Regions from separate parts of the Capra hircus genome. Here region 2 is linked to region 1. A link is a contact called in public Hi-C data. All regions are on one chromosome and are shown on one strand. Each heading gives the region's core, a stretch centred on a gene start, on an enhancer-like site or on the middle of the called end of the contact. The rest is flanking DNA. Distances are from core to core; before and after follow the strand shown. Region 1 holds the start of LOC102169913 (nucleosome assembly protein 1-like 1). Region 2 holds the start of ITGA4 (integrin alpha-4).

What was found. A called contact is a pair of places that touch in the nucleus more often than the background predicts.
Region 2: a Hi-C map of blood shows a contact between it and region 1, with 3 times the contacts expected there. The contact joins the promoter of ITGA4 here to the promoter of LOC102169913 in region 1. A contact is called at or near these places in 2 of 5 Hi-C or Micro-C datasets (both in blood).

The regions. Positions count from the first base shown.
Region 1 is chr2:120,976,095-120,983,090 of ARS1.2, reverse strand. It overlaps LOC102169913 (nucleosome assembly protein 1-like 1), which reads left to right and starts at 3,802. Exons shown (of 1, transcript XM_013968259.2): 1 at 3,802-5,146. The coding sequence starts at 3,817. The coding sequence ends at 4,938.
Region 2 is chr2:121,171,006-121,177,662 of ARS1.2, reverse strand. It overlaps ITGA4 (integrin alpha-4), which reads right to left and starts at 4,340. Exons shown (of 28, transcript XM_013968519.2): 1 at 3,848-4,340; 2 at 3,389-3,510. The coding sequence starts at 4,044.

The DNA.
Region 1 (6,996 bases), core at 2,553-5,052:
TATAAATCACATTCAATACACTGTTTATTTTACTTAATATGTTGATGTACAGGGTTCTGCTTTTAAATGTGATCAATTTCAAGATCAGATTAAAGAAGTATTTACTGTGAATATATGTGTACACTATATAAACAATGCTTTTGTATAGTTCATAACATTTTTATCCTATAATGTATCAGTTAAGGTTATAATTGGCTCTTATCAACATGCCATTTATACTGCATTATCATTAAGTAGTAAAAAAAAATCAGATCTCAGAAAGCTGGCTGTGCAAAGTACAGTCATTGACTATTCAACTTCTATATACAGAAACAAAATTTTGATCCAGTCATAACTTGAAATAATGATGTTTGTCATCTTCATTTTTTTTTTTTACATTTTGTTTTTATGACAAAGCTCAGTGGTAAAGAATTCGCTTGCCAATGCATAAAACATGGGTTCAATCCCTTGGTTGGGAGGATCCACTAGAGAAGGAAATGGCAACCCACTCCAGTATTCTTGCCTGGGAAATCCCATCGACAGAGGAGCCTCACTGACTGTAATCCTCAGGGTCACAAAAGAGTCAGACGTGATTCACCAACTAGACAGAAACAATAATAGCTCTCTTATTCATTAAGAGTATCATAAGAGTATGATTTATAATTAAACACAGGACATAGGCACTCTCATAATTTACACTAGAATTTGTAGCATGTCTCGTACATGTAAATTTCAAAATTCTTCACTCCTGTTTGTGATTAGGAGTAGTAAAGAGCTGACAAGTGGATCCACTATTTCTCCTCTGTGAATGAGCATTATGTTTCTGTTGACAGACCTATGCTGGTGGATAGTGGAATATATATATATGTAAACCATCATTGGTAATATTTCATGTGTTTTTTAATATTATTTTTGCATTTAGACTGTGCTGAGAAAGAGAAAAACATATAGCCACAATCTAACAACCAATTGAACAAAAAGAATATAAAGTCAATGATTATTTTACTCAAAACTATTACCAACTAACCAGCTTAAATGATTATTCACGATTCATTCACTGAATTTATTACGAATATAAAGTCAATGATTATTTTACTCAAAACTATTATCAACTAACCAGCTTAAATGATTACTCATGCTTTATTCACTGAATTTATTATGAATATAAAGTCAATGATTACTTTACTCAAAACTATTACCAATTAACCAGCTTAAATGATTATTCATGCTTTATTCACTGAACTTATTACACAGTTGATCAAACAGACCAAACCAACATAAGATGTTTATAATTTATAAAGCTATATGCTTCAAAAGCAATAGTTTTTCCTATCTATGGCTTATGGTAATATTTACAGAAGTGAAAAGCACTGAAGAACTGTGTTCTCATGTTGGTACTGAATGAAATCAACCAACCCAGAGGTCTGATTTCCTTTGCATAAGGGGCACATACTGCTAACTTATTCTTATTTGAAATCAATTTTTAGTTTCCTCCAGAGTAGGAGCCATGTTTGGTTCATCTTCGATCTCCCCAGAGGGTTTATCATACATTACATGTAAGAAAAGTAACTCAGATGGGATGAGCTGAGAGGCCACACATGCCGCTCACAGCAGGAGGTACTGGACAACACGGACATGCTTAAGTTCTGATCACATTATTTGAGATACAGGTGCATGATACTGAACATCTCTTTTTAACTACTGGAAATTAACAATTACATTAAGAAAATGTTTTCTAATGCGGGGATTTTACTCTACTCTAAAAAATTATAGTGTTATTTTCCTATCTTCTCCAATAAGAAGTAGTTTTTGAAAATTATTATGACCCTCAGCTTGAATAGACCCATTATTCCTTAAAACATGCTCACACGATGTGTTTCCTACCTATTTCCCTCTTGGTCTGGTATTCCTAGCATAAGCTGAAATAATTCTCCAGCTATCAAAGCAATCTAGTATTGGGTGAGAACTGAAGTTAAAATCAAATCTCTCAAATGGCATATCTTGGGAACCATCAATAAGCTGACCTCACAGTTCAGAAGAGGGAATCACTGAAGGGTAATAAGTACAAATTACACATACACAGGTTTAGTCATATGCAGGGATAAGATCTTTATGCCCAAATTAGTCATTTACACTAAAGCCCAATGCCAAACTTGTGTTAATAACCAGCATATAGGATGGGCTTCCCTGGTGGCTAAGTGGTAAAGAATTTGCCTGCCAATGCAGGAGATGCAGGTTCGATCCCTGGGTCAGAAGATGCCCTGGAGAAGGAATGGCAACCCACTCCAGTATTCTAGCCTGAAAAATCCCATGGATAGAGGAGCCTGGGGGCCTACTGTCCATGAGATTGCAAAGGCATCAGACATGCTGCTGCTGCTGCTAAGTCACTTCAGTTGTGCCCGCCTCTGTGAGACCCCATAGAAGGCAGACTACCAGGCTCTGCCATCCCTGGGATTCTCCAGGCAAGAACACTCGAGTGGGTTGCCATTTCCATGACTTAGCAACTAAACAACAACAAAGACATAGGATACAATCTGCTCAAGTATAATAAATATTATAATAATACCTGCTTCGTTATAAGGACATCCTGAAAAAATTGTGCATAAGTGGTATTTTCAATAATTAGAAAGCTGTTGCAATAATCTAGAAGAAAGTGAATGAGGGCCCGAACTACTATAATAGTACTGAGATTGGAGAAAAGTGGATAGTCTTTAGATATAAGTCGTAGAATTGACAGGCCTTGGTGGTTCATTAGATGTAGGAAAAAGATAGGAATCAGGATAATGATGAAGTTTCATGTGTGACAGCATTTGTACTTAGTGGTACTATTTACTGAAATCAGAGCACAGAAGGAGAAACAGATTTGTAGCTTGAAAGGAAGGAGAAGACCGAGAAGCTAAGTGTACTTTGAGATGTGTTTGAGGTTTGCATGGGCCATCCAACCGAGGATATTCAGTAAGAAGGATGTCATGGATATGATAAAGGAACGAGACCAGGGCAATCACTGAAGCCCTGATTGTATAAGATCAATCCAGGAGATAAGGTAGCGTAAGAAGAGGGAAGAGCAGAGGAACATGGATCTCCAGGACCATTAAACTGGTCACTGAGAGATGTTGCCTTATTGAAAAACTGAAATATTGAAAACGCATGCTTTGATAGCATGAAGTGATGTTGTTTAACAACAACGTAATAGTGGCAAGGATGTAAATTAATTTTGCTTTCTAACCTTTTCAACATCCTTTTGTTTCACAGTGTGGTTTCCTCTCTGGGCCAGTCAGTTTCACTTTATGCCTAGCAAACATATGAGATATGAGGTTAAATCCTAACCACACATTTTGTTATTTACTTGTGATTTGGAAAAACAGATCTGCAGAACCAAGTTATTCAACTGAAATTATAAAAATCTAATTTTTTACACATAAAATTACCTGTCAAGATGACTATGATTATTCATTTCACAATGGCCCATTTTTCAAGTTCCTCACCAGCCAATAATAAAAGAAATAACTAACTTGAGCTTTTGGTTTGTTTCTAACCTTTGGCGAGACCTTTAAGGGCAATCAATACCTCAATAATTGCAGTATGTCTGATCTTTGTATGGCTGTATCAGTTACAAAGGACATTCTGCAATCTTTAAACTCTGAATCGAACCTTACCAAAAAAGCAAGATTCCACGCATGTTTTGTCAATTAAATGTTAAACTAGCTCCTGCTCCTCCCGCCGCCCTGAGTCACTGCCTGCGCAGCTCGGGCCGCTCGGCTCCCCGCGCTCACCACCGGAGAGCTGAGCTGGAAAACGAAATTTGCCATTTTTCAAAATACTTGGCATTTGTACAATATGGCAGACATCGACAACAAAGAACAGTCTGAACTTGTTCAAGATTTGGATGATGTTGAAGAAGTAGAAAAAGAAACTGGTGAAGAAACAAAAATCAAAGCGCATCAGGTGACTGTTCAGATGATGCAAAATCCTCAGATTCTTGCAGCCCTTCAAGAAAGACTTGATGGTCTGGTAGAAACACCAACAGGATACATTGAAAGCTTGCCTAGGGTAGTTAAAAGACGAGTGAATGCTCTCAAAAACCTTCAAGTTAAATGTGCACAGATACAAGCCAAATTCTATGAGGAAGTTCATGATCTTGAAAGAAAGTATGCTGTTCTTTATCAGCCTCTGTTTGATAAGCGATTTGAGATCATTAATGCCATTTATGAACCTACAGAAGAAGAATGTGAATGGAAACCAGATGAGAAAGATGAAATTTCGGAGGAGCTAAAAGAAAAGGCCAAGATTGAAGATGAGAGAAAGGATGAAGAAAAAGAAGATCCCAAGGGAATTCCTGAGTTTTGGCTGACCGTTTTTAAGAATGTTGACTTGCTCAGTGATATGGTTCAGGAACATGATGAGCCTATTCTGAAGCACTTGAAAGATACTAAAGTGAAGTTCTCAGATGCTGGTCAACCTATGAGTTTTGTCTTAGAATTTCACTTTGAACCCAATGAATATTTCACCAATGAAGTGTTGACAAAGACATATAGGATGAGGTCAGAACCAGATGATTCTGATCCCTTTTCTTTTGATGGACCAGAAATTATGGGTTGTACAGGGTGCCAGATAGACTGGAAAAAAGGGAAGAATGTCACTTTGAAAACAATTAAGAAGAAGCAGAAACACAAGGGACATGGGACAGTTCATACTGTGACCAAAATAGTTTCCAATGACTCTTCCTTTAATTTTTTTGCCCCTCCTGAAGTTCCTGAGAGTGGAGATCTGGATGATGATTCTGAAGCTATCCTCACTGCAGACTTTGAAATTGGTCACTTTTTACCAATAATCACAAGATCAGTGTTATACTTTACTGGAGAAGCTATTGAAGATGATGATGATGATTACGATGAAGAAGGTGAAGAAGCGGATGAGGAAGGGGAAGAAGAAGGAGATGAGGAAAATGATCCAGACTAGGACCCAAAGAAGGATCAAAACCCAGCAGAGTGGAAGCAGCCGTGAAGCAGGATGTATGAGGCCCTGAGGATAACCTGCACTGATCTGCCTTCTGCTTCCGTGGAAAGGATGAATTTACATCATTTGACAAGCCTATTTCAAGTTTTTTGTTTGTTTGTTTGCTCATTTTTGTTTTTGCATCCTAAAATAAAAATGTCATATAATTTTAGTTCTCAAAAAAAAATGTTAAACTAAAATAATATGCCACAAAGAAAATAATCCCAGGACATATATATTATTATACACAATTCTTCTTATTTTCTGAAACATGAGCACTGTCACAGTTGCTATATAACATTATGAAATTAGCCTACTTAATTGTGGTAAATTTTTCTAATAGTTAAAGAAATATGAGTTGCTTATTCTTGTCTAATTTATCAACCATTCCTATCCCTTTCCATTGAAGCCAGGATTCCAAGTTCAGTTTTTAAATTAACTTTTAAATCTGGTGTCCTTATGAAAATATCTAATCCCCATCAGCCTTGCACACACAGAATTAATCTCCATTTATGTTGGAATACCACTGAATCCAAAACTTCCTCAGACAAAATATCATTTACTTCTATGATGTAAAATATGTCTATTATAAAGTCAGATTGTTTCTGCAGAAAGTCTATGAGGGCATAATACTCATTATGACACGATGGCCATAACACACTTCTGTGATCTTTGATGTCTTAAGGTATTTTTTACTTTTCCTGATGTAAAAAGGAACCAAAATGACATGCCCTTTCTGAATACTCAAGGTGGGAACAGATTCTGAAAGTCTTAGGTTACTCTAGAGTTAAGAAATCACATAAAGTTGGATCATTTGAAATTTACTCCTGGCCGTTATTTCCAATAAAGGGTAAAGCTAGTGGGAAATTTTCAGGAATTGTTTTTTGTTTTTAATATAGTAATATTCAGTCTCAGAAAAATGATAGTGAAATTAATACCTTTGTTTATCTCAAGTTTAAAAAAAAAAAGAGTCAAATTGATCCTACAAGAGAAATATTTTGCCTTGAATAAAAATAAGAGAAAAGCACATTACCTATGTCCCATGCACCCCAGTCGGTTTGACTTGTCTTCACTAGCCACTTTTCTGTACTGAATCAGATGTGACCAGATAAACGACGATGAGTATGATCAAGTCTGATGCTCCAATATTTCCTATCAGGTCTGGTCTTAGTAGTTTCTTATATTCTATTCAGTTCAAATTAACGACAACATTTTCTCCATTCTATGTGTAAAATAATAAAAAGTACTTTGATATCTTTACATTTTATTTACTTTAACCTTAAACACTGATGGGCTGATGTGTCATAAATATTCACCCTCTAGGTTACTGTAGGACTGTTTGTACTGCACTGGCTATACTGTAATTTAATAGTTTACTTGTCTACTTTCCTTTGAACTAGGAGTTCCTCAAGGATTAGAATGTATGCAGAGACTATGTCTTATTCATCTGTATAAACTCAACATCTAGAAAAGTACCTCACTCACAAAAAGCAATAACAGTAAGTGCTTCCAGATAAATGCACTGGACAGTCAAACTAAATGGATAATGATATGATACTAATTTAGAAACAGAATAGAGCAGTATGGAGAGTTATTAGAATATACTTTCCAGCACAATCAACTACAGGTTTAGCTTTCAAATTTGTTACCTACTAGCTGTATTAATTGGACAAATTATCTGGCTTTCCTAACTTCAGTTTCCCTTCTTTAAGAGGAAAACGGTCATGCCTGCTTTTGAAGATTAGTGAAAGTGAAGTTGCTCAGTCATGTCCAACTCTTTGCGACCCCATGGACTGTAGCCTACCAGGCTCCTCCATCCATGGGATTTTCCAGGCAGTAGTACTGGAGTGGGTTGCCATGAGAATGTATATAAACCATCTATCAATGAGTGGAGTTCACAGTAAAGCTTTCAATAAATGACAACAAAAACTAAAGAAACAAATATTTCTGAAAGAACTATTTCTTTTCTCCTACTCCCTGTTGTTAATAAGAAACCAGAGGTGGCAAGATGGCAGAGGAGGA
Region 2 (6,657 bases), core at 3,091-5,590, 190 kb before region 1:
GCACTTTGAATTGTATAGGAGATGAGCGTTATTTTAAGGGATCTTTCAACTTCATCTCCTTGATAGCAAATCAGGACATGAATGAAAGAAAACATCCTATGACATGGATATCATAGCTCAATATTTAGTTATTATAAGATATTTCTGGTTGAGCCAACAAAAAAATATTTTTTCACTGTGTTTCAACTGTTATCTTTTCATTTATACATTTTAACTTTTGGTTTCATCTATTAATTGTATTTATAACCTCACCATGCCTATAACAGATAACATGCAGATATAGATTTAAGTAGAAAACAAAGATAAAAATAAACTAATATATTTTTAATATAAATTTATTTATTTTAATTGGAGGCTAATTACTTTACAATATTCTTACACTGTTGGTGGGAATGCAAACCCAGACACATGTACCCCAATATTCATCGTGGCAATGCTTATAATAAACTAATATTTTTTGAATGTCAGTTAAACGTAAGATAGTGAGCTAAGCATTGTCCATACATTTGAGACAGGACAACTAAAACCATCTTATACAGATGATTGTGTGTGTGTATTTTTTCCTTGACAATTCTTCATAAAGAATACTACATAATCTACAAACCTGAGAATTTTAAAAAGCCTTTAGTTACCAGTTTATAGTTTCTAGTGTTCACTTTCTAGGCGTTATCCTCAATCCCTTATTTTACAGCTTCAAGTTACTTCTGAGATTGCTCTGAATTGAAATGTATCATTTCTTCATATAAGGAGGATGCATTGTTTAAAATGTTATATGAGAAGTAATTTCAGTCAACTCTTTTGCAAATGTTCAAAGATGTGCAAATGTTCTATTACTATAGCCATCAGTGTTTCTACCAGTTGACTGACTAGAAATCTTGTCGTCTGCCTTTCATCTCAGTAAATACCTTTTTTATTGATCAAAAATCTTAAAGTTGAAAATATCCCTTTGACTTATCATTTCTAGTTAATTCTCTTATTCACCAATCAGGTTGGTAACAATCAAGCTTTCACTTTGCTTTATTCATTTATCCACCCAATAAATCTTTATTTAATGCATGCTTGCTGTACATCTACCAGGCACACATTTCTCCATGGATATTTCTGTAGTCACTTCCTATGTTCCATGTGTCCAGAGAATTTAGGCTTTCCTAAAATTTTGACAGATTATTTTTTATTATCCTAAATTTTAATACAATATTGTGACCGGATCTTTCCAGTTAAATACAGACATCTAGAAATAGATCCAGTGCCATTCCAGACAGGAAGTAGGGGATAAATACCAGTGGCTGTAATGTCATGAATCAGGAAACTATGGCAGGACAGCAAAATAAAACATTTCCCTCCCGAGACCTTGTCAAGATCCTCTGGCAGATCAAAGCTGTCTGCTCTGCTCCCTAATTCTTCATCCCTCAAGTCTCTTAGGAAAAGACAATTATGCTTTGCAGAGTTATTCCAAATGCATAGGTCTGTGAATGTGTTATGCTTTCCTAGTCTGCCTTTTGGGATGGAAGATGCTTAATAAGAGAGTGGGACTTACTCTATGCAGTGCAGACCACTCCTAAACTCTTATAAATGCTCTCTGAGTCAAAAATAAAATTCCATTATGTGCATATTGTATTTGAATTTACTGTCAATGAAGGGAAGAAGTATTCCAGTTTGAGAAAAAGCAAAGACTACTATGTAAAAAAAGGGGAGAGGGTATTAAAGATGCAGTGATTAACTTATCCCCAAAACCCATGGATAATAAAGATAAATAGAAAAAAGATACTAAGTATAACCATTTATTCACCATTCACAGGTAACTCATCAGCTCAGCAGACACTATGTCAGACTCTTCAGTGAATTTTATTTGCATTGAAGATGTATACGTGACTGGAAATGGCTTGGACTTTGGACCCAAGCAGGCCTTTTCCAGCAGTCATGTATGGATGTGAGAGTTGGAGTATAAAGAAAGCTGAGCACTGAAGAATTGCTGCTTTTGAACTGTGGTGTTGGAGAAGACTCTTGAGAGTCCCTTGGACAGCAAGAAGATCAAGCCAGTGAATCCTAAAGGAAATCAGTTCTGAATATTCTTTGGAAGGACTGATGCTGAAGCTGAAACTCCAATACTTTGGCCACCTGATGTGAAGAACTGACTCACTGGAAAAGACCCTGATCCTGGGAAAGGTTGTAGGCTGGAGGAAAAGGGGACAACAGAGGATGAAATGGTTGGATGGCCTCACCAACTGGATGGACATGAGTGTGAGCAAGCTCTAGGAGTTGGTAATAGACAGGGAAGCCTGGTGCGCTGCAGTCCATGGGGTCACAAAGAGTTGGACACGACTGAGTGACTGAACTGAACTGAGGCCTGACTTTGACTTGCAGTCCCATCTTCCACTCACTAGCTGAGTAACTTTAGAAAATGCCCTTGCAACACTCTGAACCACATGTAAAGAGTCCTCACATGTAAAGTAAGAACAATGCCACCAATGGCCCAGTGTTGTTTTCTGGAAAAGAAGCAACATATAGGGCAGTTCCTAACAATGTTTGAAGCAATATAGGGTCTGAATTAATATTAGTTCCCCTTTCTTCCCCCATGTGTCTGTGCAAAGCAAATTTGCTGTTGACTTTGAAACATGAATTTTCTTCAGAATGCATTTTTCAAATTGTCACAAATCTAAGAAGAGACATTAAGAAATCAAGAGTCTTTGAAGAGAAAAATTAATAATTATACATTAAACCTCCTTTTATTAATACTTCTATTAACGGTGGAGATGCCAATTTTTTCTTGTGCTCTCCTTTTATATTTCATATCTTAAGTAAAACTAGATTATTTTCTTTTTAAGTCCTTAGGCTAAATGACAGGGTATGGGATCAATTCCAACTGCTATTCCTGATCTGCCCCTTAGCCTGTTCTTTAACAAGGTTGGTAGGTCAAAGATAGAAATAAAATTCTCAAGTCTTGGCTTCGCTGGATCCTGTCATTAATGTGCTGAGAGATTTTAAGATGTGTTTTAAGATGGAAATAAAATTCTCAAGTCTTGGCTTCTCTGGATCCTGTCATTAATGTGCTGAGAGATTTTAAGATGTGTTTTACACATGGGGGGTGGGGGCAGGAGGAGGGGGAGAGAGAGAGGTCAAGAGAAGGTCTAAGGAGGTGTAAGAAATTTTCCTTCTAGGTAGTTTTGTCAGAATACTGCAATCACTGTCATAAGCAAAAGGGAGAAAAACACTGACAGAAAGGAGACCTCTTTTATGTTAAGAAGGGAACGTGGTGTTGAGTTAACAGTGAAAATCATCCCCTTTAAATGAGAATAGGCAATACGAGTTTCTTCCAGGACTTGTCCGCCGTGGAGTCCACAGGAGTGGGGTGAGGGCTTACTAGCTCCCGTCCCCAGATCCCACTCACCTAGCTGGAGCTGTTCACAGGTCCTGGCTGGATTCTTCCCAATCTTGCATCTGTAAATAGCCCCAGGTTTGACCACTGAAGTGTTGGAGAGCCAGTTGGCAGTGGGCGCCCCGACTACGAGCCTAAGAAGAGAAACGCGCACGTGGGTGCAGATGTTAGCCTTGCTGCCCACTAAACCCCGGGTCTCCCCAGAGGCAGCCGGGCCGCTCCCGCCGCCTCTGCCTCCGCCCACCACCCCAGCACTCAACCCGCCACCCCAAACTTCAGGGCCTGGCGCCAGAACGCACCCCGGCTGCTGCCACCCCAAACGAGTTCGTTTCCCAAGCGCTTCTCCAGCGAGCTGGGTTCCCTCCTGCCTTCTCTAGAGGCAGGAAAGTTTGAATCAGGCAGGGAATCCCTGAGGCGCTTTTTGCTAGCTGCTCTGAGATGCCAAAGGCTCCCGCGTCCGACCCTACTCACCATCGGTTCTCCCCGTGGCTGTGCAGCACCACCGAGTAGCCAAACAGGGTGTTGGGGGGTCCCTTGTAGAGCAGCGCACTCTCCGTGTCCACGTTGTAGGGGCGCCCGGTCGGGACTCCCGAGCACAACAGAAACATCACCGCCTCCCAGACGGCGGCCCCTCGGGGGCCCGGCCCTCGCCTCGCTTCCACAGCCATGAGCTCTCGGAGCGGAACATTCAACACTCAACCGCCACTCTCCGTCCCAAAGCTGCGCGGGATGCGACGGCTGGCCGAGGGGAAGGGCGCCCCGAGAGAAGAGGCTCAGCGTGTCCGGCGCCGGAGGGCGGGAGGGAAGAAGAGAGGGAGGAGGGCAGGGACCCAGAGAGGGAGGGGAAGTCGGGCTGCGGCGGGCGGAGCAATCCGAGATGGCAAGGGATAGGACGCGCCCGCAGATCCCCACGCCGGTTTCTGCGGCCGGGCGGTGCGGTGATCGTGAGCCCCGGGGCGCGGGCCTCTGGGTGGGGTGCCGGGCGTGGTGCGGAGTCGCAGGACCCAGCGCTGACTCCCGGCACGCGTGACTGTAGGGGGCGCTAGGGGACCTTGGCTGCGCAGCGCGCGCCCAGGCCGGGCCTCCCGGCACTGCAGGAGTTGAGCTGGACGGGGCCAGGGCTTCGCCTTAACCGCGGTGGGGGCCTCAATCCTGCCGACCGCGCGCGCCCACTATGAGCGCTGAGGCTCCTGCACGGTGTGGCCCAGAGGCCAGCCACAAACCTGGGCACCGCATGGACTGCGAAGGAACTGCCCTGAACCTTCGTTGCTAATTCAGCACTACACCTGGTTTGGGGGGTGGGGGGTTAATAAGCAACCACTAGACAAACTAACCAGGGAGCCACACACACACGCAGAACACTCCCTGAAGGCGCCCAAGATACATTTTGGTGAAAAAGACGTTATGGTATTTAAGACTTCCACTTTCTTCCTCCCCTTACTTCCTCTTTAGTCCCGGCTGCTTGCTTGGAGCAGTGGCTCTAGCTGAAAGGCAGGGAGGGACAGAAGGTTTAGGCTGTGGCTCTGCTCAAGGGCCAGGTTGGGGTAAGGAAACACTTGCCTCATTTCGACTGAATCTGATGCTCCCCCTTTCCACACATCCGATCAGTTCCACCGGATACGAGAGCCATCTGGGCTTAGGTCAAGACAGACAGCGTAATGAGCCTAAGAAAATGTGCTGGGGAACCGCAGCACACCACACTAACCTGGGTTTGACTCTTGTCCTGATTAAGCCAGGTGTACCTCACGTTTCTTTCTAGTGCAGCTGGATAGCCATAGATGATTAGGGTGGTATTTGCAGGAGAGGCAGGTCTAGATATTATTTGGGTTTCCCTGGTGGCTCAGATGGTAAATAGTTAGCCTGCAATGCAGGAGACCAGGGGTTGATCCCTGGGTCGGGAAGATCCCCTAGAGAGGGGAATGGAAAGTAAAAACAAAAGAAGAAAAAGCTTTCTTTATATAGTATGTGTGTGCGCGCGTTAAAACCGTATTGAAACAGTACCTCTTAAGTTGTAAAAGTAGACACATGATTGAAATACTTGTTCATTTATTTAGCGTATTAATTGAGCAGGCATTTTGCCAGGCCCACAGGATGCCATAGGGAACAAGGCAGGGCAAGTTTTCAGGAAAAATTTCGGCTAGGTGGTAGACAGACAAATGTTTATTGACTGGAGAAAGTTCTGGATGTTTTAGGGACACTTAGAGTTGAAGGAGAAGCACAGTTGTTAGGCTAACCACTTTGAGAGAAAAGATGAAGGGCAGCAGGGCCAGGTAGAGGAATGGGAAGAGATGGCCTTTGCTGGGGTGCTTAGCGGCCCCCACGCAGGATAGTGGCATATGAGGTTGACTAGGGAGGTGGGGACACATTGTGAACCTCCAAAACCAGTTTAAGAATTTATAAATCTGTGCTGGAGCTAGTAGGCAGCTGTTGGAGGACTGGTCTTGGTCAGCTGTGAGTTTCAGAAGTGTGAAGAAAAAGCTGAAGACAGAAAGCCTAACTTTGCAGGCTTCTGCAGTAGTGAGTGGTGAGATGAGAGTGGCCTGAACTAGGAAGGAACCAGAAAAGAGAGTTTCAAGAGATAGCTGAGGATAGAACCCAACAGAATTTGGTGACTGGGGCTTCCCTAATGCTCAGTGGTAAAGAACCCACCTGCCAATGCAGGAGACAAGGGTTTGGGTTCGATTCCTGGATCTGGAAGATTCCCTAGAGAAAGGAATAGCTATCCACTCCAGTATTCTTGCCTGGGAAATCCCATGGACAGAGGAGCCTGGCAGGCTATCTATAGTCCATGGGGTTGCAAAGCGTCGGACACAATTTAGCAACTAAATAACAACAGAATTAGGTAAATAGGAATGTGGGGCTGAGAGGAAGGAGCCAGGATGCCCAAGTTTCAAGTTTGGGATCTGGGAATATGATGCTAATTCACAGAGAAAAACACTGGGGGAATAAGGTTGTGTGTGTGTGTGTGTGTGTGTGAGAGAGAGAGAGAGAGAGAGAGAGAGAGAGAGAGAGAGAGAGAGAGACTGTATAGCTGGGGGGCAATGGTAGATTAAATTTTAGACAGGTGGAGTTTGAGATATTGTGGAGTGTTGGTAGTATATTCTAGCCAAACCCAACCCAATTATTTTTACTCTTCTGTCAGCAGATAAAACAAGGGGACTAGTAATCCTCTCTTATTATTTTCAATAAGGTAATTAAAAGGCAAATAATGGTGAGTGATAAATCTGTTGTAAGCATGAAATGAAATGGCTTCCAGCAAAGTAGCTTTAAGGGCCCATGGT